3 separate regions of the Sus scrofa genome follow, and all the other regions are linked to region 3. Evidence: chromatin contacts called from public HiChIP or PLAC-seq data. All regions are on one chromosome and are shown on one strand. The core of a region is the stretch at or near the end of the contact, and the rest is flanking DNA. Distances in the headings are between cores, read along the strand shown.

Region 1 (4,306 bases), core at 482-2,981, 70 kb before region 3:
CCCAGAAGAAAGGCCTTGTGAGGACAGGGTGGAAGGTGGCCATCTTCAACCCAAGGAGAGAGGTCTCACCAGATACCAATCCTGCTGGCACCTTGATCTTGTGGTTTCCAGAACTTTGAGAAAATAAATTCCTGTTGTTTAAGCCCCCCAGACTATTCTGCTATGGCAGCCCAAGTAGACGAATATATCTTATCCCTTAAGAGCTAGGCTATGATTTATTGGTTTGTGGCCTCTGGGAGAGCTTACATTTAACTTTTTTTCATTGGCAAAGGAATAGCAAAATAAACTAGATTCTGGAAAAGAAGGCACTCATCAGCTTTGGCATTTATAGGCCATGTCTCCTAAGGTCCAAGTGACCACATCTTTCCCAGAGTGAGTCATGGATGTCCATGGGGTATTTTCTCTGACTCCAACCAATTCTCTGACACCAGCTGGATGTCTATAATTCACCTCAACTCTTGACACTATATACCTGGAGTAGCATCAGATCCCCAGGTTAAAGAACTGCACCCTCTCCAGATGCCAGTTTCAAGTTCCAGGCTACCTGGTTAACTAGCTCTAAATTGGAGGGTTCCTATGACCACTGCCCCCCCCCCCGCCCCCTGACAACCAGGTTTGGCAATTTGCCAGAATGGCTCACAGATCCAGGAAAACTTTGCTTATATTTACAGATTTGCTATAAAGGATACAAATCAGGAACAACCACATGGAAGAAAGGCAAAGGGCAAGTTGTGAGATGAGTGGGGTATGGAACCAGCAATGCCTACACCATCTGCAGGCGCTCTGCCTTCTCTGATGCATGGATGTATTTACCAGCCAGAAGCTCTCCCAATCTCCTTGCTCAAGGATTCTTAAGACCTTATTTCCAGTCCCTCCCTCCCTTCCTCCAAGATTGGTGAGTGGGACTGAAAGGTCCAACTGTCTGATCACCTGGTTTCTCCTATGATCAGCTCCACCCTAAGGCTATTGAGTGGCCCTACCCTAAGTCACTTTATTAGCATAAACTCAGGTGTGATTGAAAAGGGCTCATGATGAATAAAACAAGACACTCCTATCAGGAAATTCCAAGGGTTTTAGGAGTTCTGTGCCAGGAACCAGGGACAAAGAGCAAGTATATTTATTATTCTATCACAATGTCCAACATGGATCGTGTTCAGCTTTAGCTGGTCCTCTTGTTCTCATGTGGATGAGACTGCGGGGTTACTTTCTGAGCAAAAAATGAGCATGAAGTCTTGAAAGATTTTGATGTTGACTTAAGAAGTTTTCTGTGAATTCTGCCAGAATATCTTGGATGTGGGGCACTGATGACTGAGCAGCTGTGTGGACTGTAGGGAATGTCCACACTGATTTCCAGAAAGGGAGATCTACACTGTTGCCCCAAAGACCTAGATCATAGGACAAAGAACATGGAAAATTGAGTTTTTATGTCTTCTCTTCCGTGGGAGTTCCCTGTTTGGGGCATGGCAGCAAGTGGACCCACAGGGGAGAGGCAGGAGTAGGCAAGCTGCAAAAGAGAGGGACACCAAATACGCGGGTCCCTGTGTGGAGTCCTGGGATCTGAAGCCCCAGGGTGACAGCAGCATGTGTCCATGGACTTGATCTGGACCCTGGGCTTTCTCTGGGGCAGCAGTAGGTCTTGTCCTGGCTTTCTTGGTGCAGCAGGATATTGACACTACTCAGTGGGATGGAGAATGTGGGGCCAGAGGACAGCTGTATGTTCCTGGGAACACACTGTATCTGGTACTGCTGTGAGTGTTGTATGTGTGTGCCAGGATGGCCCCTGTCCCAGGGGGACATCCTCCCGGGGCCTGCAGTGAAATCTTATTTATTCTCATTCCTGTTATTGGAAGGATGTCTAACTTGAAACAGACCACACTGAAATCTGACTCCACAGTATACTCCCAAAGCTGTGTGTTAAGCAAAATTATTTCTTTCTATTTTATCTGGCATTCACACAACTACATCAGAGTTCATGATGTCACTCCAAAGACGCTCCCTGAGGAATCTTGAAGAAGAGTTTTTCTGAATTCTCATAGAAACAAATATTTTAAAGAATAGGTACATCTAATGTTTGTAATCTATGGGAGAGATAGTTTTCTATATCTAGAATTCTAGATTTTTTCCAGAATGTTTGGGATTTTATTATTTTAGTGCATAAAAGTGCATAAAAGATTGTATAAATATTTTTGATTTACATAGGAAAATAAACTCTATTTATGCATGTTGGAATTGTTTTTTTTTTAAAGCAATATTACCTTGGTAATGAAAAATATTTATTATAGGAAGTATTGAAAGCATGTAACACTTGGAATTAATTGGAGTACTGGGTGTGCACATAGCATGACATTTTTATAAATATATAGTTGTTGATGCCTGCATCCAATTCATTTCTGGATCCTTCACAATCCCCACTTGTACTCTATATGTGATACATCCCTGCTAAAATTTTGTTGATTAATTTTTTAAAAGTAAATAGTCTGAACCACTTATTTGCATATCTCTGGAGTTACCTTAACAGAAATGGGAGTCTTATTCAAAACAGACCAAGAGAAAGACCCAAGGGAGCACAGCTTTTCAATTTGTGGTTTCAAATATTCACAGTTCACGGGGGCCTATTGCTTGCTGTCTCTTGACACTTCCCCATTCAGTACAGTACAGTTCATTGCTTTGATCTGATTTCTTTTATGCTCCACCGAACATGTACTTGCAGGCTGAGATGTTAAAAGCCTCCCTTAGGTGGCTGGCTCTCTGGTCTTAAGTCTGAAAAGAAGGAAATATCGCTACTGGCCTAGGACTCCCCAGAAGTGGGACAAGCCCAGCACCAGCTTTCTGAATCTTTATCATCTGCTTAGGCTCTCAGAATCTGTCAGAATTCTTAGTTGAAGGCAATGCAAACAGATATGATTTATTAAAATGACATTGGGTTGCTTGTCGGGTTGCTGGCAAAATAGTAGAATCGGGCTTAGAGCTACAGGAGCAGGGCAAAATAACCACACCTGTGCCACACAGTGCCACACTGCCACTGCCCTTGCCAGACGCTATGCTCTGTCTCTGATGCAGCAGCACTTCTGCTCCAGGTACGGGATGGGAACAACTTGCAATCAGTGCTGCCATGGAAACACCATCTTGCCAAGAATGCCACCACCTCTGGAGAGAGTCTTCAGAGTGGCTTCTTTGTGCCACTAGCAGCTGATTCACACTCCACAGTGGTTGCCTCTGATTGGTGAGTCCTGGATCCTGGGACTATCAACACTTGCCGGGGATGCCTGGAAAGGAAATACCTGGCATTTCAGTATTTATAGGGGCAAGTGGGCTCTGCCTCCCTTGAAGACTTGTTAGAAAGGCAACTCTTCAAATATAGGCAGGATGTTGACATGGCAGGCAGCCAAAAGGAATGATGACTGTCCATGATATGAACTAAACTATACCAACAGCCCCTCCCCAAGAAAGAAGATCAAAACTTCCTTATACATAGATTATTAATAACCAAACCAGACAAAAACAAAAAGTACTAGTAGTAACCGTGATAGAAAGGAGATATTTTATTCCTTACCTTTGAAAATCCTGGCTACCAGGAGAACAATTTCAAATATAATTGATTAAGATTTACTGTACTAGGAACTTTTAGATTCATCTAAATATCTCCTTTAAGGGAGGTTTGCTTTTTCTTCCCCCTCTTTAGAACTCTATATTATTGGTGGGCTATGGTACTGGATTGGAAGACATCTTTCATTGATGGAGATCTATGATTTGTACATGGGATTCTCTTTCTAGAAACTTCCAAATGGGAGAGCTTCAGTTCTTAAAACCTCTCATGAGGAATGAGGGATCCACTAATTTTTTTTTCTTCTTTTTAGAGCTGCATCTGTGGCATGTGGACGTTTCCAGCTGCCGGCCTGTGCTGTAACCATGGCAATGCCAGACTGAGCTGCATCTGCAACCTACACTGCAGCTCGTGGCAGTGCTGGATCCTTAACCCACTAAGCAGGGGCAGGGATCAAACCTGCATCCTTATGGATACTTGTTGAGTTCGTTACCACTGAGCCACCATGGGAACTTCTGACCCATTAATTTTTTAAAAGACTATTTATTAGAGCAGTTTTAGGTTTGTAGCAAAATTAAGAGGAAGGACAGAGAGTTCCCACATATTCCTCCCCCAACATATATAGCTTCCCTATTATCAGCATCCCCCACCAGTGGGGTACATTTATTTCACCAATGAACCTGTGTGGACACATCATTATTATCCAAACCCACAGCTTACCTTAGGGCCCATCCTTGGTATTTATTCCATGGGTTAGGCCAA
Region 2 (4,219 bases), core at 1,165-3,664, 110 kb before region 3:
TCAGAGAGCACATGGGAGAGGGGAGAGGAAAAGTACTGGGCATCATCTGAGAGTCTAATCCACAACCCCAAAACCATGGTCGTACATACGACACCTTTGAAGGTCCGCATGAGAGATTTCCAAGTCATAAATCTTAAAAAAAATGTTTTTTCATTATACTGGAACACAGGACATCAATCTTGGGGCAAAGTTTTAGAAAGTAGGGAAGAGTCCAGTCCTCTGGATTCAGACTGCAGACAAGGTTGAAAAATTAAAAATCTTATCAGGCATTTGTTTTGTTTTCTTCTTCACAATACAAGCAATTAACTGTGCCACTCCTCCACCCTCCATCCACTAAATGGCTGATTTAACAGCTATTTCAGTTCAACACTCTGATTTTCATAATTTACCGTTTAACATCTGGCTCTGTTCATATTATCAATTCTAAGTGCTAAGAATATGTTTAAATCAACTAAAATATTTCCATAGTGTTCTATTTAGGGAATTTTTCTCTGCCTGTCTTTTAACCTCCTAAAGGCAGCCAACCTATTAGTTAAAGTATTTTGGCACACTAAAACGATGAATGGTTTTCAAAGCTTGGAAAATGGAAAACTTCAGAGAAATCACAACCATATCCAGCTTGTAATGCTGTTTATGTACTTTCTGTGGGATGTATAACTTCATCCTGTGGAAGGATTTCCTTCACTCTGAATACCCCAAGGTGTCTGACTGATTTCCCTCTTCCTTTGGGGCTGTTTGTGTTTAAAAAAGAATGCCCAAGAGAAGGATAACCATCTTGCTGTTGCTTTATGGACACGCATGCATTCTCGAACAATTTCTGTCCTCTCTTCCTCATAAGTGATGAGATGAAGAATGGAGTTTAAGCGCATCATCAAAATTGCACAGTAAGTGGCCAGGGGTCTCTCAAATGGCACTAATAGAAGCTGAATTACCAGAGGAGGGGCACGCAGCTGGAAGTTAGATATTGCATCATCTGGCCTTCCTCTGCTGAACAAAGAAAATCATTTTGTAAAGTATTTACAGATGCTCTTATTTCCAGTGACATAGTGCATTTGTTTAATTGGAAGTTTTTCATCTGAAACTTTGAAATTTTCCTTAGTATGGAAAACCCCGTAACAATTCATGGGACCCTGGTGTATACTGGAGGAAAAAAGTGTTGAATCTTAAAGCTAACCCAACAATTTGCATAACCTCCAGAGGCTGATTATTCTGGGACATTTCCATTTATTTATTTATTTATTTATTTAATAACATAGATGATCTGTCTTTATGACAAAGAGAAGATCTAGAAAAATGGTCTCTGTAGCCATGACACTTTTCCTGCTGTGTGGTTTTCAATCTTTATTAGACACTACAGTGTGAATATTCAAACCGATATTCTTGGGAATTGTGAATTTCTGCAGGAAAGCAAGGATCAAGATGGATTTCCAAATGAAAGATACTGTTGTCATTTATTAGTTTATTAGCTTATTCATTTGGAGATTCCTCCAAAGAATCTCATTTTGGGAGTTCCCGTTGTGGCTGAGTGGTTAACAATCCAACTAGTAACCATGGCAACAGGGGTTTGATCCCTGGCCTTGCTCAGTGGGTTAAGGATCTGGCATTGCTGTGGCTGTGGTGCAGGCTGGTGGCTGTAGCTCCCATTCGACCCCTAGCCTGGGAACATCCATATGCCACGGGTGTGGCCCTAAAAAGACAAAGAAAAAAGAACCCAAAAGAATCCCATTTTATGCAGAGCCACAGAGACAGATGACGCAAATCTAAATATTTTCATATTTAATGTAAAGACTAGTGGTAAACACACTGTTGGCTTATTTTATGACCATGAATCAATTGCTCAGGAAACAATCCTTCAGTTGAATAAAGGAAAAGGGGTAGCATCTCCACGAGCCAGTTCAAATAATGAATTGATTGCCCCGCCACCCTTCTTTATCCTGTAGGAAAGTAGCCTGCAGAAAGGACAAGCAGGCACACTCTCGAAGCAAGCCAAGGGACACAAAAAGCAAACCAGCTGAATAGTATCTCCACTGAAGTCACTCCTATCTTTCCAATTCAGGATCTTGGGGGAATTTTTCTGTATATCTCCTGACAGACCCAAATAAACAGGAATACCAGGAAGAGTTTGTTCAGAGAGGTTAGTTTCAGTTTTCCAGTTTCTTGGAATTGATGGCCAGTGTTATTCCCTTCCACATGATGATTCACCCCTCCAACCCCCTCCTTTCTCTTTGGCTTCATTTCTCATTAGCGTAAGAGCTGGATAAAATATGTGTTGCATTGGAGTCAGATTAAATCAATCAACCAGCCAAAATGTGTTTATTAACTATTCAGAAAATGGCCTGTGCTGGGTTCTGTGCTGGGATCATGTGGAAGTGCCAGCCACGATCCTTTTCAATAGAAACGTAGATTTTTCTGTTCAAGATCATTAGGGTCCTTCTGTTCTAGCCAAGTCCATTCCCTTGCTGTCCATACACAGGACTCAGATTTCGTCCTCTGGAAAATTGCTGGGCTTGGACCTGAAATGCCTTCCCCACATCATTCTGGCAATTCATATTTTTCCAAGAATAGCTCAAAATTCAGGTCTTTCTAAAAGACTTTACAGATGAAACTTATCCCACTTTTATTTTTCTGTGTCACCTCTGCAGCTATGTTAGTTCCCAATCTGTATGTTCTTTGCGGATTCTTTGAATATGGACCATATCCATTATGGTGTCTCAAGTGTTTAAAAAAGCCCATTAAGGAAGTCCATAACATGATAACTACATAGCTCTATTTATTTTTAGTAACAGGGTTGATCTAAAAACTCATCCTGCCATTATTGGAAATAAAAGTATGACTGTCTTTTAAGCTTCTCCCTCTTGTGACATTATCTCTTTATCACCTTTTCCACAGAACGGTATCTTTTGCTTGAGGAGTAATAACAAGAAGCTTCTAAGAATTTGGTAGTACTTTGAAACAAATTTGTCTAAAAATTTCTTCAAAGATAATTTATATGAATATACTTGTCAACAGCATCTTTGTAATTGATGCTACATCAGAGAAAGTTAACCACACTTGTATCTGTGGATTGGGCACCCATTGGCATAGTTCCCCAAGCTCTTGGGGAATTTTCTGCCCTCTGACTGGGAAGCACTGGTTTAAAATATATGTCCTTTGACTGAACTTAGTGGAGTCGTATGGCACAATTTTAGAGGGACTCATATCAAGACAAGTGCCAGACCTTGTAAGATAATCTTTTAACTTTAAATTTAGGCTCTGAATTTTATTTCCTTATTTACTTCTTAATTTTCTTTCTCTGTTCCTCTCTCCTCCTTCCTTCCTTTCTTTTCTTTTTCCTCTTATATGCTTAATTGAATGTCTTGACCCTTTTTTAAAATTATTACTAAAGCATAGTTGATTTATAATATTGTGCCGATTTCTGCTGCACAGCAAAGTGAGCCAGTCATACATATAAATACATATATATGATATATATATATATATCTTCCAAAATGGAGCTCTTTGAATGATATATTAAGTCCAGCTCATTTTGGCTAATGCTAAAGGCAGACTTGAACCTTGTAAATAAGAGTAATAATCGTTTGCGCAAGGTTTACCATGTGTTAGACAAAAGCTTTACATGTATTAGCTCATTTAGCTCTTATTCCTCTAGGAGGTAACTATTGTTATAATAATAATAATTATTAGTATTATCCCCTTTTCCCTGTCACTCTGTATCCAGATTCTCTTAACTTCATTATCCAGGTTGACCTTCAGCCTGCAGATATATCCATTGTTAAAAAGCAACAATCCAGCTCCTAGTTCTGTTTCAAGGTTCCCAACCATCATGAATGTGTGTTTACTCCCTGTCATCATCTGCTTCTCTTCTATCCCCCAAAATGTACTTGAGGCTCTTTCCAAAGATGTGATGGCTAAAGTTTATTTAGGGAGTCATGGCCTGGGTTTTATTCTTGGGTCAGATGCTCTGACTTCCAAACGTATGTTCCGTAGGCAGTGCTGAAGTTCATTCTGAAGATTGTCCTGTGGCCCAGGTGTAAGAGCAGCTGAGATCAACCTCAGGCTGATTTCCACCTACTGCTCTTTATGAGGGGAACAGTAATAACTCTGGATGATCATAGGGCAGGTCCGTGAATACTTTTTGACACCATCTTTACCATCTTTACTGTAACTACAATAACAAGTTTCTCAACTATATTTTAATATCTGACTATGGCAAAATGAT
Region 3 (3,985 bases), core at 1,081-3,580:
CTTACCCGGCAGGAGAGAGGCCCCTGCAGAGACAGACAGAATCCAATATGGCCGCCCCTCAGAGGGAGCCTGATGGCTTCCTTGGGCTTATCCTGAACTTCCAGTAGGGAGTAGCGGTTTTTTACCTAATTCTTAATATACTACCTCCCCTTCCAAATTATCAAATGGGAGAGGTTTAGGAATTTTTTTTTTAGCAACATGAACTATAATGTTAAAAAGAGTGAAGACCTAGGGCTGTGGAGAGTCTATTTTCAATTTCAGTTAACACCCAGGCAAGTCTGGTTATAGCACAGCTGCCGAGGATGAACTTTGCACTTCGAAATATGGCATCTCAGACTTCACAGTGGTCCTGGAACTTCAAAACCCTTAACGCCTTTACAGTCCTTGTAAAACCATGTATAGCAGCTGTCTGCCTTCCAGGGTCAGCTCTCTGGTGAAAAGGAATGACTTCTTGTAGTCTGGATATTTGGAGTACTCTGCAGAAATGGATCTGGTAAAGGCTATTATTAAGGGCCCACTCTTAGCTCACATTTTACTGATCCAAATAGTCTTCTGTCTTTCTGTATTCAAACTGGCACAATAAAAGAAAGGAAGGGAGTTGATTCCGTGTTTTATTAAATATGCTGGTCATTCAGGCAACCAGCCAGCCAGCAAGCAATATTCATAGAAGCTGCTGTATGTCATGCATGGCTCTAGGTACTTCAAGGATGCTTAGCACTCAAGGAACAGTTAATGAACAGTATCTTAGATTCTCCACTATTTTTAAGTGTTGATTCCTACTGGAGTTGATCATGCAAAACTATGCGCTACAACTCCATGTGGATGGAGCAGATATGAATTTTAGGGAGGGATAATGTATTTCAGTTCATTTTCTTTGTTTTAGTACTTCAATTTCAGATTTTGATTTCTGACTGCAAGCTGCATTCTGCTAGGTTAGTGGAAAGAAAATTTAACCTCAATCCCTTCTGGGGTTTCCCCATCTCTACCCAGGATTGTGTCACATTTCTGGATCTTGTGCAATGTTAAGTTGCTGGGGTAAGCTGTCATTAGGTCTTCCCACACCTGTCCCATTCCAGTTTTTTGGGTCTTCTTCACCCTCCAGGAATAGTGGGTCTCAGGCCCATACATGTTCAGCTTGGGCAGAGGTGTCTTGAATGAAGCTGGCTCTGGTCCCATTGGCTGGTATGTACCCTACAGCCATTCCCTTCCCTCTCTGTGGTCTGGCTATCTTCCAGGTGATGTTACCAGGAATGAGACATAGGTACCCTCTGCTCCCTGACCTCTCTCTTCCTGACCCTTGGGGGAATCTCTTTAGGGGCTGAAGGAAATCCTCAGTTCAGGCTTCTTTGAGAACCTCCCTTATGTGGAGGTCTCCTGTTAAACAAAAGGGAGAAAACCCATGGGAGTAGTTCTGCCTTTTCCTCTGGCACATTCTTTCCCTGCGGCAAAGAAGAGCAAAGGCAAGTTATGAGACCATGGGGGTGCAGAGATTAGAAAGAAGTGAAGGGAATACATCATTATTATTTAAAAATATGATTATTTAAAATTCTTATGATTGTAAATGTACACACTCATCAGAATGGCAGGGAATGTAAGAGAGCAAATAGAGGGAGGAAAGAAGAATCCAATTCAAATGGGATTGAGAGGGTCTCTGTGTTAAGACAGAGCTGCACATGTTCAATGGTTTCTTTTAAAATTGTATTTACATACAAATGGGTAATTCTTAAAAAATGACTGTTTAATATGGGGTGGCTCCACAATATAGCAAGCTATGATCAAATGGCTTGTGGGGCAATCAGAATGTAAGATAGTTTTTTGGGGGGTAAATGGGTAAATAGAGGGAAGAGAGATGAAATTTCTTTAAGATCATTTCTCCTACTAATTTGTGAAGATACAACCCCTGTCTCAAAGAGTATTAGTGCTAAGAAAGATTGTTGAAGAGCCTATAGTTTTATCATTTACTTTTCTAAAGGATAGAAAGCTAATAATATGTGCTCCAAGTTGTCTAGTCCACAGCAGAAATGGAACTAAACCTAAGCCTTTGGGTCCTGGTTCTTTGTGATCACCAGGGCATTCTTACATATTGCCAAGGGAAAGGTATTTAATAATTAGGCTACTTTAAGGGTAAGAATAGACTGAAAAAGAGCATCTTCATCAATGCCAATATAACATTATTTTAATGGATTTCAAGCCATAACCCTTTGTCAATAACTGTTCCTCGGAGTTTATTTCCAGGAACTAAAGATGTCATCTAAGGACTTGGATTGCAGCACTGAATCGCCATTGTGTTCTCAGACTCAGAAACCCAGGCCAGCTGCATGGCCAGATGGCCCTCTGGTCCCAGTGGGCCTATCCTGCTGGCCTGAGAACTGGAAGCAGAGCAGCAGCAGCAGAGAAAGAGATGGGGGGAAGGGAAATTTTAGCCAGTGGCTGCTGCAACTCCAGCTGTTGATCCGATTCCCAGACATGAGCGCAATGATGATTTGGCTGCCAAAAGAATAACATGTATTCTAGAGACAACGGCCAAGGAGCTGAAGGATTTTCTTCAATAAATGTGTGTTGTCTCCTGAGCATCCAGGAGAGGAGTGAAGCTCAGTTTAATTTTTTTTTCCTTCAGTATGATTTGAAGGGACATATGCTGTGATTTTGTTATGACTTTGCTCCTCAAAGTGTGGTTCCTAGTTGCATCGGTGTCAGTGGGAGCAGATTCAAAATGCAGACTCTTAGTCCCCACCCCAAACCTAGTGACTCAGATTCTACATTTGTAACAAGATCCCCAGGTGATTTGAGGCACCTTGGGATTGAGAAGCACTTCAGAAGGCAAAGGAAGTCGGGTGGTATTCTGGGTCAATAGGATTGGGGAGCACACTCAGCTGTGGGCAGCATTGGTGGTGCAAAGAAGATGAGACCTGATTCTAGACTTGATCCTGCCATTTTCCCTTGGTGTGAGCCTAGAGAAATGACTCCCTCCCTTCAAGGCAATGAGCTCCTCCTTTTTAAAAGGAGAGAATAAGAGTTCCCATTGTGGCTCAGTGGTAATGAACCTGACTAGTATCCATGAGGATGTGGGTTTGATCTTTGGCCTTGCTCAGTGGGTTAAGGATCCGGCCTTGCCATGAGCTATGGTGTATTTCGAAGATTCAGCTCGGATCCCACATTGCTGTGGCTGTGGTGTAGACCACCTGCTGTAGCTCCGATTCCATCCCTGGCGTGGGAACTTCCATATGCTGTGGGATGGGTCCTAAAAAGACCAAATAGATAAATACATAAATAAATAAATTTTATAAAGGGGGAGAATAACATCTGACTTGTTTATCTGAGGACTATGCTGAGGATGGAATGAGATTCTGTAAGAAAAAAGGACCTGTAACGTAAAATGCACTTTTCACATGCAAGAGCATAGAGATCGTGAAGTTGTTCAGATCTACTTAAAAGTAGAATTTAGGCTTTCTTTGACTTTTGAAATGAGTCAGAGCACGTCTTAGTCAATTATGAAGAAAATGTACGTGACAGGCAAGAGCAGCTCATGAATCAAGGAAACATCTCCTCTGAGCCACCCTCCTCTGAGTTGAACAAAGAACTTGGACTCATAGAAATGGATCCAGTCCAGCAGTGTTTGTGAAGTTAGCATTGGTTCTTAGTCATAGCTGTTCATCACAACCATCATCTGGGGGAAATCTAAAAACTATTGTTGCCTGGGTTCCAACTCAGACCAATTGAATCAGTACCACTGGGGCTGGGACACTGGCACTACTATTTAAGAGTTCCTCAGGTGATCTCAATGTGTACTGGGGTTGACCCCCACAGATAAAGGGAATTGTCAGAACAGGTTGCTATGTACATTTTTGAACATTTCTTGTTGCGGCCAATCAAGAAATAAAACTAGGACAGGGAAATACTTGTGTGTTTTTTCATGTTTCCAAAATCCCTCTCGGAGGAATTCATTTTCAAACGTGAAGTTGGAAAACCAGGAAAGAAGGTAATC

Evidence for each region. HiChIP or PLAC-seq counts read pairs in DNA pulled down with a chosen protein or histone mark.
Region 1: a contact with region 3 is called in an H3K27ac HiChIP or PLAC-seq map of skeletal muscle. The contact joins two enhancer-like sites. A contact is called at or near these places in 14 of 47 Hi-C or Micro-C datasets (adipose tissue, embryonic fibroblasts, epiblast stem cells and 8 more) and 2 of 2 datasets of contacts at active chromatin or transcription factors (alveolar macrophages and skeletal muscle).
Region 2: a contact with region 3 is called in an H3K27ac HiChIP or PLAC-seq map of skeletal muscle. The contact joins two enhancer-like sites. A contact is called at or near these places in 3 of 47 Hi-C or Micro-C datasets (embryonic fibroblasts, heart right ventricle and skeletal muscle) and 1 of 2 datasets of contacts at active chromatin or transcription factors (skeletal muscle).

The regions. Positions count from the first base shown.
Region 1 is chr15:107,236,175-107,240,480 of Sscrofa11.1, forward strand. No RefSeq gene overlaps it. Among named protein-coding and RNA genes, the nearest start is that of CTLA4, 45 kb to the right of the region's middle. Within about 2 kb of position 1,732, at least 17 of the 83 cell types and tissues checked have an H3K27ac peak or open chromatin away from gene starts, as enhancers often do. A contact at or near this core is called in adipose tissue, fetal skeletal muscle, retroperitoneal adipose tissue and 1 more, where this site is marked.
Region 2 is chr15:107,197,492-107,201,710 of Sscrofa11.1, forward strand. No RefSeq gene overlaps it. Among named protein-coding and RNA genes, the nearest start is that of CD28, 71 kb to the left of the region's middle. Within about 2 kb of position 2,415, at least 14 of the 83 cell types and tissues checked have an H3K27ac peak or open chromatin away from gene starts, as enhancers often do. A contact at or near this core is called in skeletal muscle, where this site is marked.
Region 3 is chr15:107,305,886-107,309,870 of Sscrofa11.1, forward strand. No RefSeq gene overlaps it. Among named protein-coding and RNA genes, the nearest start is that of CTLA4, 25 kb to the left of the region's middle. Within about 2 kb of position 2,331, at least 16 of the 83 cell types and tissues checked have an H3K27ac peak or open chromatin away from gene starts, as enhancers often do. A contact at or near this core is called in adipose tissue, fetal skeletal muscle, retroperitoneal adipose tissue and 1 more, where this site is marked.